Linked DNA regions of Zea mays: all the other regions are linked to region 1. The links are chromatin contacts, called in public Hi-C maps. All regions are on one chromosome and are shown on one strand. Each heading gives the region's core, a stretch centred on a gene start, on an enhancer-like site or on the middle of the called end of the contact. The rest is flanking DNA. Distances are from core to core; before and after follow the strand shown.

Evidence for each region. Hi-C and Micro-C count contacts between places; a contact is called where the count stands out from the background.
Region 2: a contact with region 1 is called in a Hi-C map of bundle sheath, with 2.3 times the contacts expected there. The contact joins the promoter of LOC100285089 here to the promoter of LOC100384258 in region 1. A contact is called at or near these places in 4 of 25 Hi-C or Micro-C datasets (bundle sheath, ear, leaf and 1 more).
Region 3: a contact with region 1 is called in a Hi-C map of leaf, with 8 times the contacts expected there. The contact joins the promoter of LOC100383560 here to the promoter of LOC100384258 in region 1. A contact is called at or near these places in 10 of 25 Hi-C or Micro-C datasets (bundle sheath, ear, endosperm and 5 more) and 2 of 3 datasets of contacts at active chromatin or transcription factors (leaf and seedling).

What each region holds. Positions count from the first base shown.
Region 1 is chr4:200,878,999-200,883,852 of Zm-B73-REFERENCE-NAM-5.0, reverse strand. It overlaps LOC100384258, which reads right to left and starts at 2,533. Exons shown (of 4, transcript NM_001176824.1): 1 at 1,345-2,533; 2 at 1,132-1,264; 3 at 964-1,048. The coding sequence starts at 2,324.
Region 2 is chr4:200,631,131-200,635,984 of Zm-B73-REFERENCE-NAM-5.0, reverse strand. It overlaps LOC100285089 (ubiquitin family protein), which reads right to left and starts at 2,606. Exons shown (of 18, transcript NM_001157984.1): 1 at 2,486-2,606; 2 at 2,232-2,271; 3 at 2,007-2,136; 4 at 1,684-1,801; 5 at 409-504. The coding sequence starts at 2,135.
Region 3 is chr4:200,726,556-200,731,409 of Zm-B73-REFERENCE-NAM-5.0, reverse strand. It overlaps LOC100383560, which reads left to right and starts at 2,644. Exons shown (of 16, transcript NM_001176208.1): 1 at 2,644-2,982; 2 at 3,079-3,132; 3 at 3,271-3,504; 4 at 4,007-4,105; 5 at 4,196-4,251; 6 at 4,795-4,854. The coding sequence starts at 2,911.

The DNA of each region.
Region 1 (4,854 bases), core at 1,284-3,783:
AATGCCCTGGCGCAGGCAAGTTTATCACGCCATGATCCAAACACACCCACAGTGCACCAGACTAAACTGGATATGGATCATATACTATGTGATCATCGTAATCAGCAAATGATACTTCCACCTTTTGTTGAAGACCACATATCATTTTTGGTTAAACCAAATAAGCATGCATATAAAAAACAAATAAATATATAGATAAGTTCCTTGAAGATGCTAAGAGTCATGACACATGATATTTAATCTCCACACAAGGCTTCTGTAGGATATGACTGCTGTTTCTGATCATCCATCAAATAATCAAATTTGATGTTACCAGCCAATCTGGAACTAACAGCCCGTTTCATGGTCCATATCAAAAGCCTATGACCAAAAGAAATTTATGGATGTACCTAGTAATTGACAAATTATGTCAGGTGGGTTTCACTCTGGCCATTTTCACATACTAGCATTAACAGAAGCAGTGTCATAGGTCTCGTAATGAGTTTAACTCTAAAATTGATGATCAACGAAGAGTTAACAAATCAGATTTTTTTTCATGTTAGATTGGATGTAGTGTCAGCACAAAAAGGCTGTAGAACTTAGCATATGCAGCCGGTTGTGATGTACAAAGTACATTGTTATGTATGCAGCTTAAGTAATACCAAAACTCAACCCAGAAGTTTATTATATCCCACATGGAAAAACTCCAAATGGCTATACTCTATACTAACATTAATCTGAAGAACGAGATGCGTCAACCACAAAACAAAACAAAAATACTGTCACAAGATTTACAACAGCAAGCAATCCATGCATAAGGAACTTCTATGAGCAACTTGGCAACTGAATTTTGGAAATCCAACCGAATGACCAAAGCAAGGTACATTAGTCATTTGTTAGCTTTTGAAGCAAGAAATTCTTGCTTTTATCCATTGCCACTAGGAAACATGGGGCCAATGCAGATGAGTATCACAACAAGCTTACCATCTCTCAGCTGTGCTTGTTGCTCCATGGCTTGCAGCCTAATTTTCAACTCGTTGTTCTGAGTAGCCAGTCCAGCTGAGTCCCTCTGCAAACAAGCACAGCAAGGTCAACTTAAAAACATCACATTAGAGGTTGAATCGAAATCCCCAGCAGCTCTAGAGAACAAACCTGCAGCATTGTCAACTGTGCTGAGAGTGTCGTAGCCTCTGTCTGCAGCACTTGCACCTTATGCTCAAGCTCCTGAATGTACCTCATCTTGCGCTCCTTTGACCTTGCTGCTGACTGCCGATTTGCCAGAATCCTGAAAAAAAATCCCACGAGTCAGAATGCCCAATTTCAGGAAATGAGAGAAATTTACCCAGTATATGAAGAAATGCACACCTCTTGACCCTCTTAGGATCCGTCAAAGCTATCTCAGCAAGCCGCTCATTCGCCATGATTTTCTTCTTCTCGGACTCAGTAAACTCTCCATTGGAGAACTCCATGTCAAACAGCGCGACAGCACCACCTTCCAGTGAGCCGCTCCCGCTCCTAGTGAGGCTGCCACTGGCACGAGGAGACGGCAGCGGCAGCTTTGGAGACTCATCCCCTGCGGCGAAGTTGAGCTTGCCCATGAAGCTGTCCATGGACAGGCTGCGACAATGGCGGGACTTGCCCCCGTCCTTCCTGTCCGCCGACGTGGACTGGCTCTCCGCCTCGTTCTCGCTGCTCTCCGCCGCGCTCCCGGCGCGCGTGGTGCCGCTGGCGCGGCTGTCGCGGTCGTCGTGGCGGTCCTCAGAGGAGTTGAGCGGGTCCAGACCGTCCAGGTCCATGTAGGCGTTGACGAGGTCGAAGAAGGCGGCGTCATCGCCGTCGCCGCCCTCGGCCGCAGTGGCGACCTCGCGCTTGACCGGTGCCGGCGGGGGCAGCGGCGGGCTGAGCTGCGCGAGGCCGAAGGGGATGTCGCTCTGCGAGCGGCGGTGGCCGGACCTCCTGGGCGGCAGGCCGAGCGGCGGCGGCGGGTCCGAGGTCGACGGCGGCGGGGAGGGCGCCGGCACGGCGGGCGCGGCGCCCAGATCAGCGTACGGCGGCGGCGGCGGCGGGAGCGAGTCGAGCGAGAAGAAGAGCGGCTGGGAGAGCGAGAGCGCGTGGTGCGCGGCGGCGCCTGGCGAAGAGATCTGGCCGTAGGGCGACGGGAGGCGCGCCTGCGGGTGCGCCGGCGGCCGGAGCGACGGCGAGAGGCGGCGGTGCCCGGACGCCGCGGCGGCGGAGGCCAGGTCGAGCGGGGCCGGCGAGCGCGGCACCGGCGGCTGCCCCGCGAGCTGTGGCGAGAGGTGGTGGCGCGCGGCGGCGGGGTCGGCGGAGGCGCTCGGGTCACCCATCGCGGCGCTACACTCTGGAACGTCCGGAGCTGGAACTGCCGGAATGCCGGCGGCGAGCGCGAGGGGGGAGCAAGCGGAGGCAACGCCGCGCCGGCCTGCTGCAGCTGGAGGAGATGGCGCAGTGGATGAAGGAGGAGGCGCACACGGAGTCCAGTCGCCCAGGCGAGGAGAGCGAGCAAGAGCAAAGCTATCACTAGAAACAAAACACGCACACACTGACAGAAGCAATCGATAATTTCCTGGTTTAATTTTCCTTCTGGAGGGCTTAATCGGTGGTGGGTTCGCCATTCGCGTGTGCATGTGTGGCCCTACGCGGGGGTTACGTGACGCGTGATCCTATTGGTGGAAATCTCCAATCAGTCCCTCCTTTCCAGCGCTTATTTATTCCCTTCACATCGCTCACGCCTGATGCGTATCGAGTCCGGCCGAAGGGTATTCCGGGAAATTTGGCTGTGGGGTTCGGTCGTCGATGATTGTTGGCGCCGCAATTAGTGGGGCTACTTAATTTGGGTCGGACCATCTGGTATGGACGTGGACCGTGGACTACGCTTCCTCCCACTCTCCACATGGGGTCTTGACTTGCTCCGTGATCGGGTGGACTGCGATTTTACAATCGCCCTCGTGGGGCCTCAATTTCTGGTTGCAAATTGGATTTGTTTTTATGGTAAATAGGTGGGATTTGCTTGTTTTCAACATGATTCATGGGATATATATATATATATATATATATATATATATATATATATATATATATATATATGATATACTAGGCGGGTGTACATGTGTTGTAAAAGACCATTACATTGCAACCATAAATACTATGCAGACTTCTATATATGATAGTTAGGTGTTCGTGCGTTGTTATGGTTTCTATATATCATTTAAATGGATGTTATGACAATCATTTTAAGTAGCAATATACTATATGTTACCATGAAGCGTTGGTGCCATACAACAACATTTGAATGTTATTGTTAAGTAGCAATATACTCTATGCCAGACGTTTAACCTTTTTCCAAAAATATAGAAACCTGTAAATTAGAAACAGATGCTAGATGTACTCTAGCGTCACTTGCACTAAGATGAATGACAACAAAATTACCATTCTAAATCTAGCGTCAGTTGCACTAAGATGAATGACAACAAAATTACCATTCTAGACGAACAAAACTTTAGAGTCCACAAGAATGTCATCAGTACACTGCTACAGGTGCATTAAGGCAGAAAGCAACACAAGGCTAACATAAAGTTTCAAGTCACATGCATTGCATGATAAAAAAAATAAGTTACCGCAAAAACAGATGGTACAACCAATGTCGTTATAAACCTTATACTGGAACAATAACACAGGCTCTTATCTCATCTCATAAGATAAAGACTTCATACCTCAAGATAGGAGTAGAGCCCACGAGGGACGCCTCTGCCGCTATCTCTTCGGTCACCACCGCTCTGCGGTGGCCATGGAGGCGACATTCCACTAGGGTGTTGCCAATAAACAGAAGAACTTGCTATCATGAATTGCATATATGGACTTAGGCGGACATTGAGCTTCAATGGGTGTTTTAAAATGTAATGTTGGAGCAAATGGATTCTTGGGGAGAAGCACCTGCAAAAAATAATAACTAATAGGATGTTTAGAAACAAAGATTGATGACAAACATCATATCTATGACGATAACACTCATCTACATGTGGAGAACTGATAGTCGCCTAGAGGGGGGGTGAATAGGGCGAAACTGAAATTTACAAATATAAACACAACTACAAGCCGGGTTAGCGTTAGTAATAAAGAAACGAGTCCGCGAGAGAGGGTGGAAAAACAAATCGCAAGCGAATGAAGAGTGTGACACGTGGATTTGTTTTACCGAGGTTCGGTTCTTGCAAACCTACTCCCCGTTGAGGAGGCCACAAAGGCCGGGTCTCTTTCAACCCTTCCCTGTCTCAAACGATCCCACGGACCGAGTGAGCTTTCTCTTCTCAATCACTTGGAACACAAAGTTCCCACAAGGACCACCACAAGTTTGGTGTCTCTTGCCTCAATTACAAGTGAGTTTGATCGCAATGAAAGAATCAAGAAAGAGAAAAGCAATCCAAGTGCAAGAGCTCGAAAGAACACAAGCAAATCACTCTCTCTAGTCACTATGGCGTTGTGTGGAATTTGGAGAGGATTTGATCTCTTTGGTGTGTCTAGAATTGAATGCTAGAGCTCTTGTAGTAGTTGGGAAGTGGAAAACTTGGATGCAATGAATGGTGGGGTGGTTGGGGTATTTATAGCCCCAACCACCAAAAGTGGCCGTTGGGAGGCTGCCTGTTCGATGGCGCACCGGACAGTCCGGTGCACACCGGACATGTCCGGTGCCCCCGCCACGTCATCACTGCCGTTGGATTCTAACCGTTGGAGCTTCTGACTTGTGGCCCCGCCTGGATGTCCGGTGCACACCGGACATGCACTGTTCCTTGTCCGGTGTGCCAGTATGGGCGCGCCTGACTTCTGCGCGCGCAGAGCGCGCATTAATTGCGTCGCAGGTAG
Region 2 (4,854 bases), core at 1,357-3,856, 250 kb after region 1:
TAGGTGACGCCTTCAAAACACTGTTCAGCACTATCCTATGCACTCACTATTTTAACACTACTTAACATAACTAATTTCCACAGCCCTTAAGCTGAAAGTGCAAAGTCTATTTAATTTTCCAATGGTATCTATGTGGAATAGGCCAAGCATGGTGCAGTGGTGAAAGCTTAGGTCATCAAGTCGCGGGTTCGAAGCGGCCTCTCCGCATTTGAGGAGGAAAGGCTTGCATCGGTTTACCCCTTCCCCACATCCCACTCATGTGGGAGCCTCCGCCACTGGGTTTGCCCTTAGCTATGTGGAATAAAAGGCATAAAGTAGGCCACAAACCATGGAAACATATACAGATATACTTGGTGGTTCAGAATAGATCATGTAGCCAGCTGTCACAAAAACAGCATTATGACTTACCATTAGCATTTGTGTTTCCTTCAGAAGCCCCAGAAGAAGTCTGGCCCTCTGCTGCACGCCGAGCAACCAGATGCAATGTATACCCATCCTCCAAATCTTGTGGTTGTTAAGGATACAAGTGACAGAATTTGGATGGAGAGAAACAAACTAACAAACACATAGGAATGGTAAATGACACAGCAAAGCATTTTAAAACCATACAAGTGGGAAAATAGAAAAGACAAGCCTAGCGCAGTGGTGAGAAGCCTTTCCACTGAGCCGAAGGTCCTGGGTTCGACGCATCTCCCTGCAAAAATGCATGGGTAAGGCTTGCCTTGGTTTTTCCTTCCCCACACCCGACTCATGTGGGAGCCGTCAGCACTAGGCATGGCCGTTACAAGTGGAAAAAATAGAAGAAAAAAATACAAAAATGAGCACTGGACTAGAAATAAATGTGAAGGTGATGGAAACCATTAATCTAGCACAGCCTCCAGAATGCATAGGCCTACAGAGTTGCACGTAAGATTGTAACATTAAATGGGAATCCACTTAAAAAGGCATTAAAACCACTTAGGCCTCGTTTGGGTACTCTAGTATTCACCTCAATCCACATGTATTGAGGTGGATTGGGGTGTAAATTAAATCAATTTACACTACAATCCACCTCAATACATGTGGATTAGGGTGAATACTAGAGTACCCAAACAAAACCTTATGGAACAACTTACAAGAAAATCCTCTCGTTCTCAATGTCATCAAATTGCCCTAACCTTAGTCCTTACAGTGCAAGAAAAATAAATTATGTCCTAATTGTACACAGAAAATAACTAAGCAAATACTGGAAGAAAATGTAACAAGGAAATAGGCAACCAAATACTCCTTCCATCCAAGTTTCACGGGCTTACAAGAAAATTTCACCAAGACCAAGTAATTACCAATAACTCCCCTTAATCTGTTAACTCTCAGCAAAAAAAATCCGTTTCTTCACTGCTTGCCGTACATTCTAACCGTGGGAAACAAGAGCAAGGACAGTTTGGAAGGAGACCAAGCATCGGACTGCATTTATTTTACTTTGTACAAGAAACGAGTGTGTCGGACCTGAGAGAAAACTGCATCCAACAGCTCGTGTGCCCGCAAAATTTGGGAACTTTTTCAGATCTCATGCGCCTCTCAAACTTGGACAGAGGGATTATTACACAGTATGACTCACAAAAAGAATAAGTGAAACAAAGATGCAGATGGATCAAGTATACACTTCAATTTTCCCGACACAGGATGCAGAAACAGAAAGGATACGGTATTCTGATAGGAGGTGGTCATCCTTCAAGACTCTTCCTCGAAAAATCAAGCGCTGCTGATCCAATGGAACTCCAGTCGCTTCAACAACCTTCTCTTTTAGAACGGAAACAGGCGCCTAAAAATGAGGCGGTTATTACTTGCTCTCCCGAACCATTGCATAACACACATATTAACATCTGCACGCCACCTAATGGCTAACCGTAACTGAAAGGATCACAGAGTCGTGGATAGAGTTTCTATGGAGTCGAGTTCGGTAGCAAATAAGCCGATAAGCAGATAGACACACATAAACAATGTGAAGGAGGCAGGAGAATTCTCACATTCTTATCCACGCGAAGTTTGTGGACTTGTGAATCCAGGGTCTTGATGTTGATCTCGATGGTAGACTCTGGACCATCAGCAGGTATCACAGTCGAGCTGCTGGCCCCGTGAGAAGCATCCTCAGCCATCCTGCGCAAGAGGAAAATAATGATTACGCAGATCAGGCGCCACAAACCTCCCCACGGATAACTCAACTGTTTATGGGTCTATAGACAAGCTCGTACCCTTGAGTAGCCTTCTAGTTCCTTCCCCTTCAACCTCAACCTGATCGCAACACGGACGAGTAGATTCGAGAAGTTTATCAGAGTGTCCCGCGGCATTAAACACAAAACCTAACCCAACGGAACGAACCCAATGGAGAGGATGCGAGATTTGGATTCGACCGCCAAGGGACGCAGCGAGGAACCGGGCCCCATGGAACAACTCGAGCTCCGAAAAGGTCTCCGACAAACCCGCCCGAGCAAGCTAGGGTACTCACCGAGAGGAGGAGTCGATCTCCTGAGTCCGGATTGGGAGATGGGCGGCGGGGGCGGCGAACAGGAACGCGACTCGTCTCTCGCGACGAGGGAGGACTTCGGCGGACAGAGAGACCTGGCTGCGACTTGTGAGGGTAAGGGCGTCAGGGAGTATTTGGGGCCTTGGGGAGCGCGTGTGTGCAAACTTCTGGAAACTTCTACGTCACTGCTGGGTTCCCGGCGACGGCGATACTTGCCTTGAGCACCTTGCGTTTGAGGGCCGGTTTGGGAACATTTTTTCTCGAACCACGGTTTACAAGGACTCCAAACAAAACTCTACGGAAGAGTTATTTAAAGCTTGTCAAACGCTCTAACTCGAGAGTTATAAATTTTATAGAGTTTTTGAGTTAAAGTACATTTTAAGTATCTATTTTGCTCCTTCAAAAATTCTAAAGAGCAACCTAAACATATAATTTGGAGTTACTTATCCATCTTTGTTACTGGTTATCAGAAAGCAATCTAAACTCTATAGTAGAGTTATTTCATCCAGAGTTTTGGAGTATGGTTGCTCTTGACTGGAGCAGAATCATGCCAAACACGCTCATAATACCATAGTTTACTATACGTAATGACATAACTATGGCATATTTTACATTAGTCCAATTCAACACCTGTTTATAGACAATATTTTAGTTGCAGCGTAAGAGGATAGTAGACTGCAGACACGTGCGAGAGAAAAACTTTGGTCTAGACCAAATTTTTTAGACCCAAAACTATCATGGTATTGGTGAAACCATGATTTAAAATATATATAGTTTCTAGTTAGGCTTCCAAACACCTTTTGGTCTAAAATACCATGGTATACTCAAATACTGCGGTATTGTCTTGGGGGCTAAGAAAATACTCTGTTCCCAAACATGTCCTGAGTCTCGGCTCTTGTTGTTGCGGACAAAATAAAATGGTATAATAATTATATATCCACATTTGTAAAATTTTCACGACCCTTGGAACAAAGAAAAAGTTATACACCGTTTGGATGTAGATATTGGAGCATAGAATTAGAAATTGGAATTAGGTTTTCTGAATTTTGTTATTCGATTGCACATGGAATTGAGATTTGAAATCAGAGACTCAATTCCTTGGAATTGGACTATAACTAAAAACTCTCTCTCCCAAAATAGAGTGTCACCCCTTTGAATTGCGTGGAATTAGATCGCATAATTCTAAACTCCAATTTTGTGACATTCAACAATAGAATTGAAATTACATCTCATTTCAATATTATGGCTGCAATGCTCCACCTTCGAGGACTAAGCCGTGCGGTGACCACACTTGTATCCACCATTGCTAGCATGGGAGACTCCATCTCAGGACTAGTGAGGGGGAAAGTCTGCCCGACGGGCAGGTTCACTCATATTTCTCGGTATATGTTTAGTACGTTCAAACGCTTGACACAAGTATCCACACGTTAATCCTTAATCCAATTCCATCTCGTAGACAAGGAATCCTCCAAGGATCCGCGTCTACAGATAATCATAATTCTCGTTATCAAAATGAATGCAATCAATTCCTGACCTGGTGCGAGTGCTAGAAAAATCACTCGACTTGTACCGAGATCCCTATTCAGCATAGCAGCTATTTATCCTAGCATACTAGTATTCATCTCAAGGGAACCTGAGCTCATGCATCTAGGGTTCCAAGCAACTCCTACACCTAAGTGCACAATACAAACCTACAAACAATAATTGCAGTAAAATAGCATATATATATATATATATATATATATATATATATATATATATATATATATATATATATATATATATATAACGGTTATGCATAAAACTAGGGCTTGCCTGGAATCCAATAGTAGTTAGTGTTTGTTAGAGGGTACTCACTTGGCGATCATCATTTGTTCAGTCTATCCATCTTTAGGATGTTGAACGACTTTGTCTTATGGTCAGCTCCACTTCACGTCCTTCATTCTGCATGATCATCATCTCTAGGTTCTAAATAAGATGCATGATGCATATGTATGAACATGACGGAAAATAGCACAAGACAATCCAAAGCCACATGACAACGATCTAAACAATAAAAGGAAGACGTTGTAAACGACCATACTCAAGCGCCAGCTATTTATACGTCAATGGGCACACGAAATCAATACCACTAGAAGACAATGAACACTTCCTATACTTAACCAACGCAAACACAACATCACAAGTACAAGCATTTATCCATTCGCTATAGTTTTTCATTACTTCCTTTATTATTATACTAGTTAAGTATACATACATTTGTTATGACTTCTAAACATCACGTAGACCGGTCTTGGTTAAAAAAGAATAATTATATATCCATGTTCTACAATCATTAACAAGATTCTATG
Region 3 (4,854 bases), core at 1,395-3,894, 150 kb after region 1:
TTTATGGGATTACCTATGAAAACTATGGTTGATTATGTTGTATGAAAAATATAGTTAATTCAACTTTTTAGCCTAAGTTATTATTCGATTAGAAATCATATTTTAGTCAACATAAATTATAGGCAGATTAACTTGGATCAACAAGAGTATCTACTAATCATAGGTTAACATGTGTTTATAAAGATTAAGTGTCATTATAAAGATTGGATGGCCTGACGAAATAATGTTATTACTGCATAGAAAATATTAATATGAAAATAATGCAACTTGAACAGGTTAAATAATAGTTAAAATAGAAAATATGAATTTTCTAAGCTTCTTGATTTATGTTGATACTAAAAATCAATTTCCTAGGTTTTTATTTATTTCGTCTTATTAGGAATGGACTGCGGATCCTAATTCAAATCTTCACAGGATCAAACTCATAAAGAAAAGGACTAAACTATAATTACTTTTGAACTGTTGTGGAGTGCGGGTTGATTTAGTAAAGCAGCAGGGGTCCTTTAGCAAAAGAAACACGGTCGAAGTGGTATGCATGATCCTGAGCCGTAGGATCACCATCCGGCGGTGCATATTAGATGTATCAATAAATGATTCGGTATGCTATATGGGCACTTGGATCTAAGATCCACGTCCCATATCCTTCCACGCTTCAACTAATCTTGAGCCGTTGGCTTCCAGATCAACATCTACGATCTAATGGGTCGAAGGGGTACGTGATCATTAAATCAGAGACCGTCCATTCAGATCCAATGGACCACGATGTTCTCCTCCCTTTCGACCACTAGAGCGGCGGCGCTCCCGTGCGCAGACGGCGGCACCATGCCCCGCACGGCGGATGCCATGGCCGGAGAAGCCATACAGGTGCCTTGTTTCCCCAAACATGAAACCGATTGATGCTATACAATGCGGAGGTCAAAGTGAATACATATATGGCCGTATTACCTGAATTTAGGACATTGTATTGCTCTGCCCACGCGTTCTGTGGTTCCGTGGTGGCGCAGCAGCTATGACGAGAAATCCTCTCGCCTAGGTTGACTCGCCAGCACCAATTGCTCTAGGTTCACGATCAGTGGAAGCAGGCGAGCCCACCTGGCCCCATGGTTAGCCTCCAAAGACGACGTGCACTCGGGTCGACGTTGACGGTTGCTTCTCCTCTCGATGTCGGTGTAGCGGAAGGCCCTTGATGCGAAGCTACACTTATGCACCAGAGCGCGTTCGAAGACGACCAAAGTATCCTGCGCGCGGCCCTTGTCCCCGCTGTAGAGCATCGTCGGCGACGTTGGTCTGATCCAAGTGCGACGGGTCTACCTCGACATTAACGTCTACCACCAGACATTTATTCCACCTCGTCATAGTAGCCATCGGAGGAAGAGAGAAGGAACTTGACAACGCCGTGGTAAATGGAAATGGGGAGGGGATACGATGAGGCGAGTTAGGGTTGGCATTTGGCTGACCACCTACGTCCTGTTTCTTTGAGTTTTTTTTCAGCTTTTGACCACCAAAAGCTGATTCAGACTGCCACGCTCCAGCTTTTCAGCCTGTTTCTATAAGAACCGTTTTGGTAAAAACCGTCCAAAATCAACATTAACACATAATCGGTCGAGTCGTTATGATAATAGAAATCCATCGCTTTTTAGATCCTGGACCATTTAGACAACTTTATCTTTCTACGCATATAATCCCCATGATATTTAGATTCTTACCATAGTGAGTAGAGATGACAACAGGTAAAAACCCGCTGGGTATTACTTGCCCAAACCCGTACCCGCGAAGAAAAAATACGCCCGCTAAAAAACCCATACCCATGACGGGTATAAAATTTTGCCCAAACCCATACCCATGCGGGTTTCGGGTACCCAACGGGTTTCCCATACCCACTAACATCAACATAAAAAATAATTCATCATGTAAATAACAATCAATACATTAATAAGCTAGGATAAAAGGAACATGTAATAACTAATTTTAGCTTAAAATTTGTTACATGAAGTTTATTTCAATTAGAACATATTCAATTAATAATATTATGAGACATATTTATAAGGAATGATAATTTTAAGGCGGGTTTTAAAAAACCCATGGGTTTGCGGGTATGGGTAGTGGAAGAACAAACCCATGCCCACGTACCCGTTGGGTTTCCATTGAACCCGTTAACAAACCCATGTGTACAGAAATAGACCCAAACCCTAATAGAGCAAAAACCCATCGGGTTTCGGGTAGCGGGTACCCATTGCCATCTCTAATAGTGAGATTCTCTCAACGGTAAGATTCTTAAAAAAGTTGGTTAGAAAAAAGAAGGAACAATTGGATCTATACCATTAAAAGATCCAAACTTTAGATATATACCATGGACCCCACATGTCATTGACTCATGTGGACCCACATGTAAGTGAGATAGTAATGGTATGGATCCAAAGTGGTGATCTTTTAATGGTATGAATCCAAATTTCCCAAAAAAGAACCATGCACTCTTACTGTGGCGCCAACAGGGTTAAAGTGGGCGTGAGTTTAACTGTACCAAAGTGATAAAGCTCGCATGCGGCGTATTAAGCTGGCGAAGCCTTGCGATGTTACAAAGCCAATTAACTCCCCTCCTACATAACGACCCACACGCACGCACATCCACTATCCCCGGACCCCGGGCCAGTCTCACCTCCTTCCCTCGATCGCACGCCACTCCCGTAGGAATCCCGAATCCCCCCACCCAAATTCCCGTCTAGCCGTCTACCCGATCGCCGTCCTTCTCGCTGCCCGTAAACCCTAGCCCAGCCCTCTACCCCCGCCGTCGTTGCCCGTGCGCTGTCGTGCTCGGGCTGCCCCCGCGGCGCCGCGAGCCAAACCCTAGCTGCCTCCTCCAGATCCCGATTCCGCAGGGAAGCCGGAGAGGTGAGGGCCGCCCCGCCGCAGATGGAGCCCGCGGGGGCGCGCAAGGAGTGGCGCGCCGTCCCCGACTCCTCGCTCCGCTCCAATGGCGCCGAGGTAGGCCAGCGTCGCCGCTCCCCCGACAACACAAAACCCTCACTCCAACCACCATCCCAATTCCCAACTCACTCCCTGTCGTTGTTTCGTGTTCAGGATGCCGCGGAGCATGGGAAGCTGGGGCAGTCGGAGGAACGAGCTATCTACGAGGTGCCCGCAATCTTTACCTGCTTGCTCGCGCGTCGCACAAAATGCAACCTTTTCTCTCTCTTCAGAATCTCTTGCTGCGGCTTGGTTTCCGCCCGTGGGCACGTTGGGGATGACCGCTTTGGGGTGTTGTGGTTGCAGGAAGGGGCGGGTGGACTGGGCGACTTCTGTACCATCACTATTGATGGGAGCGGAGGGCTCAGCGAGGACATCCTGCAGCAGCGCCTGCAAAGTGTCGCACGGCAGCGGGAGGAGCTGCAGCAAGTCGAGATCGAGTTGCGTGCGCAGGCCATTGCACACCCGCAGATCATCGAGGCGCAACAAAGCTTCCAGGCTGCTGCCAAGGAGCATGCTGCAGCTGTGGCAAAGATCAAGGTTGTTCCTTTTGCTCTGAGCTCAGTGTTTCTCTACCAGTACCCAGCTCAAATAAGAGTGTGATTCACTTACCAGTTGGAGATGGGTTGGCTAGCAGCACTGCTTGTTTTTCCATGATTTTGATTTTTCTGAAGGGGTTGGACGGCCAAGCACCTTTCACTGGTTGAATTGTAGTGTTGAGTGTGGACATTGAAATGGCTGAACAATTTCATGTCATGCTGGTGGAGAGTCTCTGTTGGCATCCTTGTGCTTTGTAACATATCTGCTGATGGACAAATTTCATTAGCAGTTAATGCTCAGCACATTTATGTGATGCATTGTTCTCAGTTCTTTTTTGTCTGTATAACGATAAGACACTGAGTAGCTTCTATAAAACATCACTACTATTATTGTTTTGATTTCATGTTCTTGTTGCTTACATTGCTTAATTCAGTTACATCCGATTGCCCTGGGGTTGTCTGGTCCTTATTTGAGAATAATTTTGATGTCCTGTATTGAACAGGAGCAATTGCATGAGCGGGAGCAGTACATTCTTGAATTAGAAATGAAACTCAATGACAAGGATAGAGAACTAAATGCTCTGAAGATTGATCATCAAACGGTTAGTGTTCTTCATTTTACGTTTTGCAATCTTCACGGCAAGAAGAAATGAAAAATGTCTCGACATATTTTTTTTGTCTCTTTCTGTCAGGTGTGGGCAAATCAAGATCTTCTCAGAGAACAGACCAAAGAGCTGGCAAGTGTCAGGTACTATACATAACTTGTCCAATTTATTGGTATGCTACCGGATTTCACTACTTGGAATAGTTTTCCATGAAGTGACATCTTTAAAATTCTGACATTCAAGTTTCTGGCCATGTGTGCTGTGGTCTTGTTAAGTTGCTCTGACAGGCTCACTTAATTGTGCACGGTGAAGAAAGTGTTGCTTTAGTTACTCATAACTATTCATCAGCAGTTTTATTGCCATCGGTAGTTGGCTAGGCCTATTTGGCCAGGTTTGGCAGTGTGGCCAATTTGTGTCATGGTTAATTAGACCTAAAGGTCTCTTGCTTAGGTGTCAAGTAAACCTCTATATATAAGGAGAGAGGAGAGGAGTGTAGATATACCCACCTAAAGCAAGAAGAAAGATCTATTATCCTATATTCCTATTCCACTTCTCTTATCCCTGCTCTTGTGTATACTGCCTATCAGCTGGCTGATGTTGGGCTGCTTGGGTTAGGACCATCTAGATCAACATACATAACGTCATCGCAATTAAAATGCATGCTGAGTATTTCTAATTTCTTATAGAAGGGAACGTGACAACTCTGAAGCTGAAAGAGCCCAACATCTTAAACAAATCCACGATCT